Linked DNA regions of Ovis aries: region 2 is linked to region 1. A link is a contact called in public Hi-C data. All regions are on one chromosome and are shown on one strand. Each heading gives the region's core, a stretch centred on a gene start, on an enhancer-like site or on the middle of the called end of the contact. The rest is flanking DNA. Distances are from core to core; before and after follow the strand shown. Region 1 holds the start of STX16 (syntaxin 16). Region 2 has its middle 18 kb from the start of ANKRD60.

Region 1 (6,787 bases), core at 2,879-5,378:
TTTTCTGAAGACAATTTTATGTGAGCTTTGTTTTGAGGTGTGTCATATGCACATTCGAACACAAACACCACTTTACAATCAATTTCCACAGCTTTCACCCAAAATGAGGTGAAAAATTCAGGCTTAAAACTAAAAAAAAAAAATTTAGATGTGATTTATTTCTAATTGTGAGATAATTTGCCCACCCCAGTATCCACTTCTACAGCCTTTTCTTCTAACTAGAAAGCAGATCTCAGTTTATGATTTTTTTTAAATTTAGACACTAGAGCTTTGTTATTTCTTTTTTAATTACCTGAGTTTTAGTAAATATATACAAATTGTATTTTAATTGTCTTACTTGTGTTCTCAACATGACAGATATTTATTTTTTAAGTTTTTATTTATGCTTTTTCAAACACCTAGGAAAGTATGTAAAATGGAACAGCATCCCCTGAAATATTCATCAGTAGACTTAACAATTAGTAACACTTTGCCTTATTTGTTTCCTTCATTGTGTGTGTGGGGGGGTTATGATTAAATATATAAATGAAGTGATATTTGGACATTTCAATAGTAAACATTTCAGTAGATCTCTAATAAGTCTAACAAATTTATTGAATTTTATTTCTTAATATCACCTAAAACCCAGTCAAATTTGACAGCATTAATATTGTTTGATTTGCTACAAGATTTTGAAAATTTACAACTCAGAAATGAGGTTTTTAAATTTGTATGAGCTAGATATGCAGTTAAAAATATTAGTTATTTAATAAAGTTTTTAAAAACTGTGTTAGACACAGCTTTTTCCCCAACATGTTTACAACATTTTTTCAACTTGCAGAAAAGCTGAAAATATTGTACCCTCTATGTAGTCATGCGGTCTTGCCATATTTGTTTCTGTGTGTAAATGTAGAAATGGTTTCTGGAGAATCAATTGCAAGCAAGCCGAAAATATAATAACTCACCCCTAAACACTTCAGAAATCTATGACATGTCATGTGTTTTTTAATGTACACAATAAAAATATATAAACATGTGACTTATTTAATTCTAAATTAGGCAAATCATGTTTGTTTAATTGCAAAATCTATTTTCAGATAATCTGAATTGACTACAAGGATTTTTTTATAAGGATATTTTAAAATATCTGATTCTTAAAAGCATCTGATAAAGATTTTAAATAGTCAAACCAATATATATAACATTTTCAATGGTATATTATGTAGAAAATATTTTTTAGTGTTCTGAATTAGGTATGTATTTTTAGTTTGACTTAGAAATCTATTTTCAAGAAAATGTATGAGTTAGCTAAATATACCTGTACATTTTCTGACATGTCTATTTTTCTAACTTGTACACACGAACTATATATTTTAAATTATATGACTTAGTTTATATATATATTTAAAATTGCCTAAGAAATCCATTTAAAAAATAGGTTTTACCTAGAGATGCATTTTTAAAAAGCTGCCGACTCGGACATCAGGTTTTTAAACTGTCTGACCAAATGGTTAACAACGACAACAAAAAAGCCTCACATTATCCTATGGTGTACTGTATTTTGAACCTTATATGATAAAAAATTTTAAAGCAAACATGTTTTTAAATCAGTTAAAAATATTTTAGAAATATTAACATGAGTTTAAGTTCTGTTTTTTTTTCCTTTCTACAAGGTAGCATAAAATCCATTTGAGGAACATGCAATTTTTACATCTTAGCAAAATTAAGGTTCCACTGAGGATTTTTTTTCCCCCACTGAATTTCTACTCTCTACTTCTTAGTTTATTTCAGAACATTCTTTTCAAAATTAGTGCTGGAATTAGCCTGTTTTCAATTTTGCACTTACTTCAGTATAATACCTTTTTTTTTTTTCAGTTTACAAATGTAAAAAAATCTTCAAATTCTCAAGTAACTGAAAACCTACACACACTCGGTGGGTCCCTGATTTCTATGCTTTTTGATTTAAGTTTACCGTGATTTTATTCCTAAAGCTGTTCACACAGTTTACAATAGCTTTTTTACGTAAGCAAGATGGACAAATACATTTTCCTTTTGTGATTAACAAAAAGGAGACACTGTTTTTGTAGGTGTTCTGTCAATAATCAAGACAGATGGCCAATTTTTTTGTGAAGCATTTAGATCAAGTCATAAAAAATTTAAAAGGAATATAGTCCCTAACAGGTGAAGTAAGTGTGAGAGCCCCCAAACTGCTTATTGTCAAGCATAAACCCCAAGAATCTAGTCTTGGGGTGATTTTACTCTCCCCCCAATGCTGCTTCTATTCAAACCCAACCTGTCTACAGCCAGGAGCCCCCCCCTTACAAATTAGTTTCATAACTTTTCAATTTAGGCTACCCAGAGCTCATCATCACCCTCTTGTTTAGACCATCTGCACCCATTTCCTTGTTCAACAGAGCAAGAGACTGAGGTTTGGACGGGAAAGTAGCCCTTCATCATAAACAAACAGGAAAACAACAGTCATCCTTCCAGGCCCTCCCTCTAAGAGATTCTACAGCTGGGCTAAAGAAAGGTTCAGGTTAATTAAATCAAAATCGTGGGCTATTTGGGGGGTTAATTTTCACATACACATCACGTTCGAATTAAAAAGTTCCTATGGAAGAAAGAGCTTTATTTCCTGTCTGGGAAATAGAAAACGAAGAAGCAAGCACCTTACAGCCTCACAAACAAGAACCCCCATGAAAAACAGCAAAGCAATTATTCACAGGGAACACGGGCACACAGAGGGCTTCGAGACCATTTAAAAAAAAAGAACACCCCCCCCCCCAAAAAAAAAACACCCAACTCCTTCCTCTCTAGCGAGGAAGGCATCGTTCATTTGCAAGGATTTGGATCTGCCAGCCTGCAAACCGACCATCAGAACCAAAGTGAGGCTGTCTGCGGGGGCGGACGGGGGAAGGAGGGGGGCGCTTAAAACAAAACGGAACAAAAAGGCTTCAGGAAAAAAAGCCTCCAAATCTCAGTGCTAAAACATATGTAAATTGAAGGCGCCGGTCGCGCGGGGACAACCGGGGGGGTGGAAGGGGGAGGACGGAGAGGGATGCGGAAGTGAAGAGAGCGTGCAAGGCAGAGGTGGAGCAGGATCTAGATGCTTCTTCCCCAGCCAGGGTTATCGAAGCTCGCGGACCCCAGCCAATAGACCCCGCACTTCCATGCTAGTCTTATTTTCTTTTTTAAACAGAGAGACAGACACAGACAGACAGACAGGCAGAGCCGCAGTGCACACAGGGCGTGTGTCGGAGAGGCCGCCTGGAGACTCACCGCAGCAATGCTACGTGAATGCAGAGGGCTGGAGGTGGTGTGACTACTCACTTGCTCGGCTAACAGCTGCCGGTTTTGGATGGAATTATTCCGCAACAACAAGAAAGCGTCGGTTAAACGCCTCGTGGCCATGTCTCACCCTTTGTGACCCCCAGCTCAGGGGCCCCCCGCCCACTTAAGAATCCAGGTTTATTCACTTTCTTTCTCTTGGCCTGGCCTGGTTCCCTTCTCAGGCCTGCAGCCGAGCAGGTGCTGCTCTGTGCTTCCTCCAAGCGCAAAGACCCCTCCCCAGCTAACACCTCGGCTTTCCAATTGTCTGACTCCCCCTACCCAGGGCCTGCCTTCGATCTCTAAGCACTCAAATCCCCCCAATCCTTGCGTTGCTAGCCAACTTCCCAGAGACCCCTCCCCAATCCAACCTTGGATCTACAAGCGTCTAACTGGCCAATCCGGCTTTGGACTGGAAGACTCGGAAGCCCCCTACCACATCAGTCTCTCACACCCCCTAGGGCCCGAGCCTCATGTCTAACTTGGCTCACACGCGTCTGGGCCGTGCTTTCAGGCCTGCCTCTGGCTCAGTTTGCCCTCCAGAGGCCTGAGAGGCCTGCTTGAGGCCCCTTTTTGGACAATCGAACCAGGCCTGGGCCCTGAACGCCTGCTGCTTCCTGCTGGGGCCTGGTCTGAGCCCTCTAAGGCCGGGGCCCCGACCTCCTGACCCCTTCCCTTTATGGGTGGCCTGGTCCTCCACTGCCACAGCAGGCTGCCGGCCTCCAGGAGGGCAGCAGAGCCTGCCTCCACGGCCTCCTCACTCCTCTTCTTCGGCTCCCTCCATCCCCGGATCTGACTGCTGCTCAGCCCCAGGGCCGTTTCCGTGCTCTGGGTCCCGGGTTCTGGCGTTCCCCCCTGGCCCTCTTCCTGTCCGTCTCTCGAGAGTGCCCCCCTGCGACGTTCACAAGCCTTGCTCGCAACGTTCCGGGCGCGGGAGATCCCTACCCCCCTGCCCCGGGTCATGGGAGCGCTCCGCCCTCTCCCGGGGTGCAGCCGGGACGCTAGGTTCCCCCTTGCCAACTGGGCCCAGGCGCTGAGAGTGGGCCTTCGGGCTGGCCTGAGCCTCGAGAACGTGGCCCTCACGTTACAAACAACTGCCAGGGGCCTTGGCGCGCTTATTAGAGTGGAGTCGAGAGGCAGGCAGATTTGGGCTCCAGCAGAACCGAAGTTTGAGACGCGCGGAGTTGGGGCGGGAGAGGAAAAGTTGGAGACGACTGCCTCTTGGAGGCCGAGCACGCTCCACTGCAGGCGGCGGCTCGCGCTCGCTTTTTTTTTTTGTTCCCCCAAATCTGAAAAAAAAAAAAAAAGTATCAGGAAAACAAGCAGGAGAGGAAAAAAAAAAAAAAAAGCAAAAGCTCCAGCTAGAGCTGCAGGCCGCCTGGGCCGTGCCGCCGCCCGCAGTCGGGGGGTCGTGGGGACCTGCCCGGCTGCCGCGTTCTGTAGGGGGCACTGCAGGGTTGTACAATCTCAAGTGGAAAAGTTCCCGAAACTTTGACAGCCCCCCGCCCCCAACCACTTCTCCCTGCCTAGTGGGCCCGCGCGCCCCACACCCCTAGGCCGCTTTCCCGCCCTGGAATGGGGTCGGGAAGCCCCCCGCCACCCCAGCACTTGGTTGCGGACTCGGGTTGGCGGAATTTGGGCAGAGGCTGAGCCGGGGCGCATTGGAATCGAGTCGCCCGAGCCCGAGCGCGGCAAGCAGGGGGCCAGGTGATCGCCCCACGAGCGAGGCCCGAGTCCTGAGGGGTGTCCTGCCCCGGCCCACGCCACGGGCCGTAGGAGGCCACCCTACTGGCCGCACGAGGTCACCTCCCCGTCCCCCCCGCCCCCCCCAGCCCAGCGCCCAGAGGCCGAAGCCCGAGCCAGAAACAGCTTGGGCCGGGCGTGCGGACCCGAGTGGGTCGGGGTCGTGGAGTCGGGCAACCGCGCCTCCCAAGGGGCTCGGGGCTGGGGCGGCACCGGGTTCCTTTTCCCGGGGCGAGCGGGGACCACCGTGGGGCCGCCGAGCCGCACTCGAGAGTGTGGTCTTAACAAAGGAAAATCGCCCGGCACCCGGGAACGGCCCGATCCCTGCAATTGTTTCTGCATGAAACAAACTTTACACACACACGTGCATTTTCCTAGCGTCTCCCCCGTGCTAAGCGCCGAGTTTGCAAAGGAAAGATAGCAAACACGGGAAACACAAAGCCGGTGTCCGCGCTCACAAAGGGCGGCAGCCGGGCCGGCGCGGAGACCCGCGCGCGAATGTCAGCAGCACCCGCGGGGCGCAGGGCGAGGGTCTCGCCGGGTTTCGCCGTGTCGCTGGAGGCACCCTATACATACATACATACAAATATATACATATAATTTTGTTTTCTAAAGGAGAACGTTTCTGTGCATCTGTTGTGTTACTAAAAATTACTGAGAAACATATCTTCGGGAGGGAAATGTCCAAATGCATAAAATAATAAGAACCGGGAGAGTCAGAGAGCAGGGCTGGCGCGTTGGTTTGGAGGAAGGGGCTATGGTTTCCGAAGCTGGACTGTGGGCTAGGCGGATGCGCAGGGAAGGGGCGCTCGTTCGCGGGCTTTCGCGGACGTTGGACGATGCCCGGGCGAGACAAAACCTCGCCGCCGCGTGTCACCGCGGACAGCGAGCTGCCTGCCTCTCCGAGCGGGCGGCTGCGACGGGAGAAAGCCGCTGCTCCAAAGGCAGAGACCCCGGTTATCTCGGGGAGCGAAATTCAGGGAGCCTGTGTGCGGACCCCAGGCAAGCTCGGCACCCCGGGACATATGTGCCTGTTTGCCGAAAGAGGGACAAGTCCTATCCCCATCCACAGCGCGTTCGATCCCCGCAGTGAGACCTGACCCAAGGCTCATGGCTAAGCCCCCTACTCCTGCTTCGGAGAATAGACAATGTAAATAACCAAGCGGGTGTTAGGCAAGACATCAGATAGAAACGTGGTCGGCATCGTGTTCCTTTCGCTGGACCTCTCAGCACCTTGCAAAGCAGGGACATGTTTATTTGTGGCTTTCTCCCCCAGGCTAGAACGCGATCTTCCTGCCGGGCACCGTGTTTTTAGTGTTTTATTCATCTTTGTACCCTCGGCCATTGCATTTACTTGGTACTAGGCTCCGGATAAATGTTTTTTAAATTTGTGCATGAGTGAATTAGAGACCTGAGATATCCTCCACAAACTCTCTGACCGCCCTGGAGTGACTTTAAGCCTTTAGAGCCATTAACGGTTAGGAAGGGGGAAAATGTGGGGTTTTAATAATCCCTGTAATGTGCTCCCTGTCTTCCTCCCCGGGGCTATTGTGAAGATCCAATGAGCTAAGTGGAAACCTTTGTCAACTATCAGGTGCTGAGCAAATATTATATAGGATAGCTGTTCATTCATTCCCTCTGCTGGGAAAGCTTTACAGACTCCTGGGCTTGTGTTTCAGTAGATGGTGGTTGCCCTTCCTGGTCAGTCTTAAATGTTTTTTGCAGGACAATCTTGTTC
Region 2 (6,787 bases), core at 2,244-4,743, 380 kb after region 1:
ATGCATCGATTAGTGAAGGAACCAGTAAGATCCAGCAACTAGCTTAACTGAAGTGCCATATATTCACAGTCACTCTGAGGAGGACTGATGTGAGCTTGTAAATTGACTCACCCCCATCCATATCCAGGGTGATGATAACCTATTGCGTTCCATCGCTCCCAGCTTGCCTTCTATGGCTCCCAGCTTGCCTTCTATGAGCAGGAACAGTTTGCGTTACTATCAGGTTTTAACAGTCTGCCCTCTATGACTAAAAGGGAGACTGTGCTCAGACATTAAAAAAAAAAAAAAGTCTGCCTGCAATGGAGGTAAACTTGGGTTTGATCCTTGGGTGGGGAAGATCCCCTGGAGAAGGGAATGGCAACCCACTCCAGTATTCTTGCCTGTAGAATTCCATGGACAGAGGAGCCATGGGGTTGCAAGGAGTCGGACATGACTGAGCGACTAACACTTTTACTTATGACTAAAACATCCCCAAAGACCATCTTACCTTAGTCGGTATGCTGCTTGGGGATTCCAGAATTTCAAAGTCATCCACAATTCTTCTCTACAATTCACATAACAGATACCAGTCATTCAGCCTTTGGGAGGTTTTCTGTATTTATCTTGTTGGATTTAACCCGGTCATTTGCTAGGATTAAGGGGTAAAGGAAGTTACCTCTCATTATTTCTGTTTGTTTCAGATGCTTCCTTTTGGACTCACATCTGGTTCCCTTTCTTGCACCCTTAACTTATGGCTCTGCCTCCACGGCATCACTGAGTGAAGCCCGCCCTTGCTCAGGATGGCTCAGAGCAGCACGGTTCTGTTTGCTTTGGTAGCTCCCGAAGTGTTTTGAGCTCTGCACGGACAGCGTGTAGGGGATGCGGAAAGCCTGTGCTGAGTGCTTCCTGGCCGTGGCCCATGACATGTCCCCTGAGGTCTGCAGGGCCAGACTCTGGCCCCTTTTCATCACGCTGATCAGTGACCCCTGCCGATGGGTGAGCGTGGCCACTCTGTGGCCTTAGCGTGCCCTCCGGACTTGTCTCTGTGTCCTGTGTTTTTCCAGTAATGGACCAGCTTACTTAGACTTTGTGAGGATTATTAGGGCACCTGAAATCTCAGAAGCCTGGAGCATTGGTCGCAAACAGATATTCCAGAAATGAAAATGAGGAGGAGAAAACTGTAACTGCCAAGTTACCTTTTCTGTTACAGTCATAAACATGCCCACAGTGATTAATAAGCACTGTTCACATGCTTTACAAAGTCTGGAATTATTTGATATGGACTTAATATTCTGGAAGCATACAAACTACATGATGGTACTACAGTTTTCCTGATTTTCTATTGAAAAATAGTTTATTTGAAACTCAGGGACTGCTTTTAGAAAGCAATACAACTGCTGAGACATGATTAGGTGGACAGCAAGTTGTCTGGTGGTCAGCCATCTGTCCCACCTGGAATCAAGTGAATCAGACCCCGTACCCACTGAGCCCTTCTCTCTGGTTGCAGGTGCTCCAGGCTGCCTTCCAGTCCCTGGGCCCCTTCATCTCCACCTTTGCCAACCCCTCCAGGGCTGGCCTTTATATTCAGGAAGATGGTACTTTGAACATCTGACCACTGGCTCTGGGTTTGGACTCGGACATCAGCCTGGGCTACCGGGTGCAGGTGGCTGTGGAGACTCAGCCTCCGCCTGGTGAGTTTCAGCTGGATAATTATCAGGGTCTCCGCTTCACCTCAAGCGTCCACCTAAAATTCTAGCAATTATCTCGTCTGGAGTTTTAGTAACAGTGACCTTCTGGGCAAGATGGAATATTAGAGCTTTAATTATGTAAAGAAGCAAAAAGTAATTGCAATAATGATTTTGAAACATGACTACTGGGTTATAAATAATGAAGCTACTGTCTCCTAAATTTAGATAAAATATTCATTGAGAGTAGTGATTAAATAACCTATAAAGAAAATTTTCTTTTACCATTTGATTAATGAAGTTCTTTGGACAATTCACACAGGGAAAATGTGAAGTCTCCCAAATAGATTTTTGTGCCATAGGATTTTACACGCACATGAAGGTGACGTTCCTGACCCACTGTTCGTTGGCCCTACACTGTGTTTCTTGTATGTTCTAGTGATTGATCTTGGGTTTTGTTTTTTTTTGTCTTCCCTCTGAAGATGACAGGTACACCCTAAGCAGATCATTCGAGATGGTTCATGTTACTCAGCAGTGTGAGAGGAGGTAATTCACATCTCAGGTGGTATGGATGCTCTATAAGGGTGGTGGATCCTTCCCTCCACCTTTCTTCACCAAAATTCACTTGAGTTCTTGTTGAAGGTCAGACCTGGGGCACCACATCTTCCTCATCAAGACTTTCCAACTGGCTCGCGAGTAGCCAGGTCTTACCAGGTCCAGCACCTTTTATTTTCTAACGCCTGCCCCCTGGTGGAGGGACTGATGAGCAGTACGTGCAAGAAGTCTTGCCATGCCAAGGGGTGCCAGCGCACCGAAGCCAGGGCTCATGCACCACTTGGGCACGGTGGAGGGATTGGCTGCACCTTCCTGTGCCTTTTTCAGTGCACAAAGTACCCCCCAGCGGATCCGAGGGTACTGACTGGGCCTCTCGTCCCCTGTGAGGTTAGTATCTTCTGGCCCCAGGAGACCTGAGAGGTTGGGTCTCCAGGTAGACGGGAGGACTGGCTTGCGAGGACGTGGGCCTCACCTTTTCCCATTTTCCTTCCCGTCTGTTGTTGTTGTTTATTGTTCAGTTGCTCAGTTGTGTCCAGTTCTTTTGACCCCATGGACTGCAGCGCACCAGGCTTCCCTGTCCCTCACTATCTCCTGGAGCTTGCTTAAACTCAGGCCCATTAAGTCGATGCTGCCATCCAACCATCTCATCCTCTGTCACCCCCTTCTCCTCATGCCCTCGATCTCCAGTCTGTTGTATGGCGCTAAAAACTTGCTTCCCTCAATTTAACCTAGTTCAGCACAGCCAGGCCAGACAGAGCCAGCTCTGCCCAGAGAACTCTGGGCACTCTGTCTGTGCCCGTCCACAGACACCAGCACCTTCCCACGTGTCAGTAGCTCCTCTGGTGGCCTGGTGGAGAACTCTCTTGGCTGGAGCCGAGCTGACCAGGCTTCCCTCAGAGGCCACGAAGCTCTCCAGTGTTAACGACCTCCCCATCCACGGCCATCCTCGACCAGATTCCTGGCCCCACACAGAGTGTCCTGAGGATGCTTTCAATAATTTCCTTTGTTGGCAAACTCCTCTCCCTGACACAAGCAAGGACTTAGAGCTGCTGCTGAGTGAGGCTGGCCACGGGAGGAAGGTAGGATTTCACCTGGGGCCATGCACGGGGGCTATGTGACCAGGAGCAGGATCCAGAGAGTTCTGGATAGCTTGCAAGAGCACATGATGGACGATCCAGGCATTCAAGATAACTGTTGTCCATTGTGATGAGAGAAAACAGCATCTTTCTCTGTATGTGCGCTCCCCTGTGTCCGCCCCCCGGGGGGGTGTGTGCGCAGGGGGAGCCTGGCTCAGTCTTTCCCCACTGCCGTCACCCCGGGGATCCCACTGAGCAGGTCCCAGCAGGGGTTTCACCTCCTTGCTTTTCAGCCATGCGTGCAAAACTGGAGCCGGCTTTCAGGTAAAATCGAGCAGTTCTCAGGCACGTCCTAAGCAGTGGAAATTTCATTAGCTCCTTGGACCCGGTTCTGTCACTTCCTGTGTGACAATGCCCTTTCTACTTATGAACAGCTAAGGACAGTGCTCCTTTCAGAGCCTGTTAACTCAGCCCTCACCTAAAGCTGAAGATGTTTGCCTTTGTGCAGCCAGGAAAAGTACAACTTCTTCTCTGGGGTATTTTTCATGCTGTGACTAGTGTTCCCACAGAGTGTCTGATCTGGGAGCCAGGCCCTGCGGTCCATATCCATCATCACGCCTCTTCTTTCTCTAAACACGGCTAGATTTGTATTCTTCCCTGAGTTGGGGAAACTGGAAAAAAAAAAAAAAAAACAACACTTGCTGCTGTTGCCAGGCAAAGATTTGTGAAGCCTTTCGGGAAAGGAAATGTGAAAATCCAGTTAGCCCTGTGATTATTCTGTGTCTTTAAATTCATAAAGGAAATTAACTCAGCGTTTGCTGAAGGATCAAGCACATGTAACATATCGCTCCTAATAGTTATAGACAAAGGTCTGTTTTTGGAAAATGCATTTCTAAAGCTGAGTTATTCAGTGCCTGGACCTGGACTGGGTGCTGAGCCAGTGATGACAAACAGAAACACGAGGCCCTTATGGCCTGGTTGAGGGGATTGTGGAAACAATCCCCTGCATAGGGAATGTCAGGGGCTGGGGCAGGGGTGGGTGCACAGGCCAGGAAGCCATCCCTCCTGGAGGCAGAGGAAAGGTCTGGGAGAAGACCTGGCAGAGCAGCTGACATGTGAGGCGGGCTTTAGGCAATGGCCAGGACTCTATCATCTCGAGAAGTCAGGGATGAGTTCAGAGGTTTCCTCCAGTTTCTTCAAAGCATTTGTGAAATCCTCCGTGCAGATGTGGACGTAATCTCTTTGTGAGAAAGGACCCACAACTTTCATCAGTGCTCAAAGGGATCTGGGACCCCCAAAGATTCAGAAAGAAACCCCACGTTGGGGATTTGTGCCCTAGCCACGGCAGGGTGTGGTCTTTACAAGCTCCAAATATTTCAGTGACTCTCTGGGATTTGACTGGGGGGAAACAGGATGCAGGGAGTGCTGTGTGTGTGGAGCCGGGGCCTTGGGAACATGAGCTGGTTTTTATAGAAAGGCATATGAAATATGTCATCTTCACTGTTAGGAGAGCCTCAGGTTGTCAAGTCATGGACAGAAAGAGCGAGTAGCCCTGGGGGCTCAGGAGCAAGGTCTTCACTCACCCATGAAGATCGCCTCAGCTCTTGCATGTGCCTGTGTGTGTGGCAGGGCCAGTAGCTGTCCACTTTATAAATGGGGGACCCCTGCCCACTGTGCTTCTGGGCCTCCCGGACAGCAGTGTTCAGGACACTGTGTTATCTTTCTGTGAAAGACGATGAAGTTAAACTCTGATTTTCCCAATTGAGGCTTTTTGGCTTCAGGTTTGATGCTCTGTGCATGGCTGGTGTTTAGCTGGACTAAAGTTAATGTCTGTAAGCTTCAGCATCTCGGCGAGAGCTCGTGCGGGGGCCAGGGGGCAGGGTGGGGATGCTGTGCTTGTGTAGCGCGTTTGCATTTACTTATTGTAAAGCCAAATCCAGTTATTAAAATTCTCAAAACTTCTCTTCCTGCAGCTCAAGTTCAGGGATTATCAGCTACACGGAGAGCTGCCCAGCTTAACTCTGTGAACAAGGTCCAGCACCAGCCAAGAGAAGGGCCAAGTGAAGTGTCCATGCCAGGTCCCATCCCTGCCCCTGACAGCCAGGGCCCCCGGCTGACCCCACCACCGTGGGGCGAGCTCTCCGCAGCCAGGATATTAGCAAGCATGGTAAGTCTCTGCCCTGTCCCTCTGTCACCGAGGATGTGACAGAAATCACAAAGCTGCATTTTCTTTTATTAATATATCCTGGCAGAGATGATAAATGGCAAATTTAATTTTATTCTTAAGGTCATGTGTTGGATAACTAGACAACCAATCAATGGGGTGATTGATAACACTGACTGTCCTCCACAAAACAGAGGTGGGAGACCAAAAAGCGCCTTCCCCCCATCCCCAGAGATGACGAGACCTGCTTCTTTCGGGGGAATTAAATGTCTAAAGGCTCCATCTCACCACTGACCGACATTCACATCTTTCAGTGATGAGAGGAAGTGAGTTCATGCAACTCCTGGAATGTAAAGTTGACAGTGGCCTTCAAGCTGTGTGTTACCTCCAGCCTGTCCTGCGGGCCTCCTCTCACACCTGGCTGCTCAGGATGGAGTGGTGGTGCTGTTTCTTGGAGGAGAGATTTTGAAAAGCCAGTAGCTCATCACTTTTTCTTCTCTAGTCTGGAGCCAGCCCAAGTGAGAATTGGACTCCACGTCTAGGGCAAGGAGGAAGCCCAGCACTTCTTTCTTTAAAAAAAAAAAAAAAAAATTATTGGACTGTAGTTGCTGTGGGCTTCCCTGGTAGCTCAGATGGTAAAGAATCTGCCTGCAATGTAGGAGACCCAGGTTTGATTCCTGGGTTGTGAAGATCCCCTGGAGAAGGCAACCTACTCCAGTATTCTTGCCTAGAGAATTCCATGGACAGAGGAGTCTGGTGGGCTACAGTCCATGGGGGTCACAAAGAGTCAGACATGAGTGAGCAGCTAACATAGTTGATGAGCTGTGTGTTAGTTTCAGATGTACAGCAAAGTGAATCAGTTTCACATATCCACGTATCCACTAGTTTTTAGACACTTTTCCCATGTAGGCCGTTAGAGAGCATTGAGTCGAGTTCCCTGTGTTACACAGCAGATCGTTATTAGCTATCTATCGTGGTGTGTCTGTATCAACCGCAGTCTCCCAGTTTACCCCTCCCCCTGCCTTGTCTCCTGGCAGCCATGTTTGTTTTCTACATCCATGACTTCACTTCTGTTTTGTAAAGAGGTTCATTTGTACCTTTTTGTTTAAATTCTACACGTAAGCGGTATCATATGATTTGGCGTTTATTTCTCACCTTAAGTTTCTCCAACTTTCCAGCTTGCTTGTGGTTAGAGGCTCTGATGCCTTCCTAATTCCTACTAAGCTTGCACGCGGACCCCCTGGAGCTGGGGTCCTTCCCAGGTAATGGTAAGCCTATCGAATTAAAATCAGCGAGGAGTCTGTGCTCATAAAGTCATGGTGTGTTGG

The links. Hi-C and Micro-C count contacts between places; a contact is called where the count stands out from the background.
Region 2: a contact with region 1 is called in a Hi-C map of hypothalamus, with 4 times the contacts expected there. The contact joins the enhancer-like site here to the promoter of STX16 in region 1. A contact is called at or near these places in 4 of 16 Hi-C or Micro-C datasets (hypothalamus, liver, muscle and 1 more).

The regions. Positions count from the first base shown.
Region 1 is chr13:57,403,309-57,410,095 of ARS-UI_Ramb_v3.0, forward strand. STX16 (syntaxin 16) reads right to left here and starts at 4,129. Exons shown (of 8, transcript XM_004014438.5): 1 at 3,310-4,129. The coding sequence starts at 3,390.
Region 2 is chr13:57,782,043-57,788,829 of ARS-UI_Ramb_v3.0, forward strand. No RefSeq gene overlaps it. Among named protein-coding and RNA genes, the nearest start is that of ANKRD60, 18 kb to the right of the region's middle. Within about 2 kb of position 3,494, at least 4 of the 54 cell types and tissues checked have an H3K27ac peak or open chromatin away from gene starts, as enhancers often do. A contact at or near this core is called in hypothalamus, where this site is marked.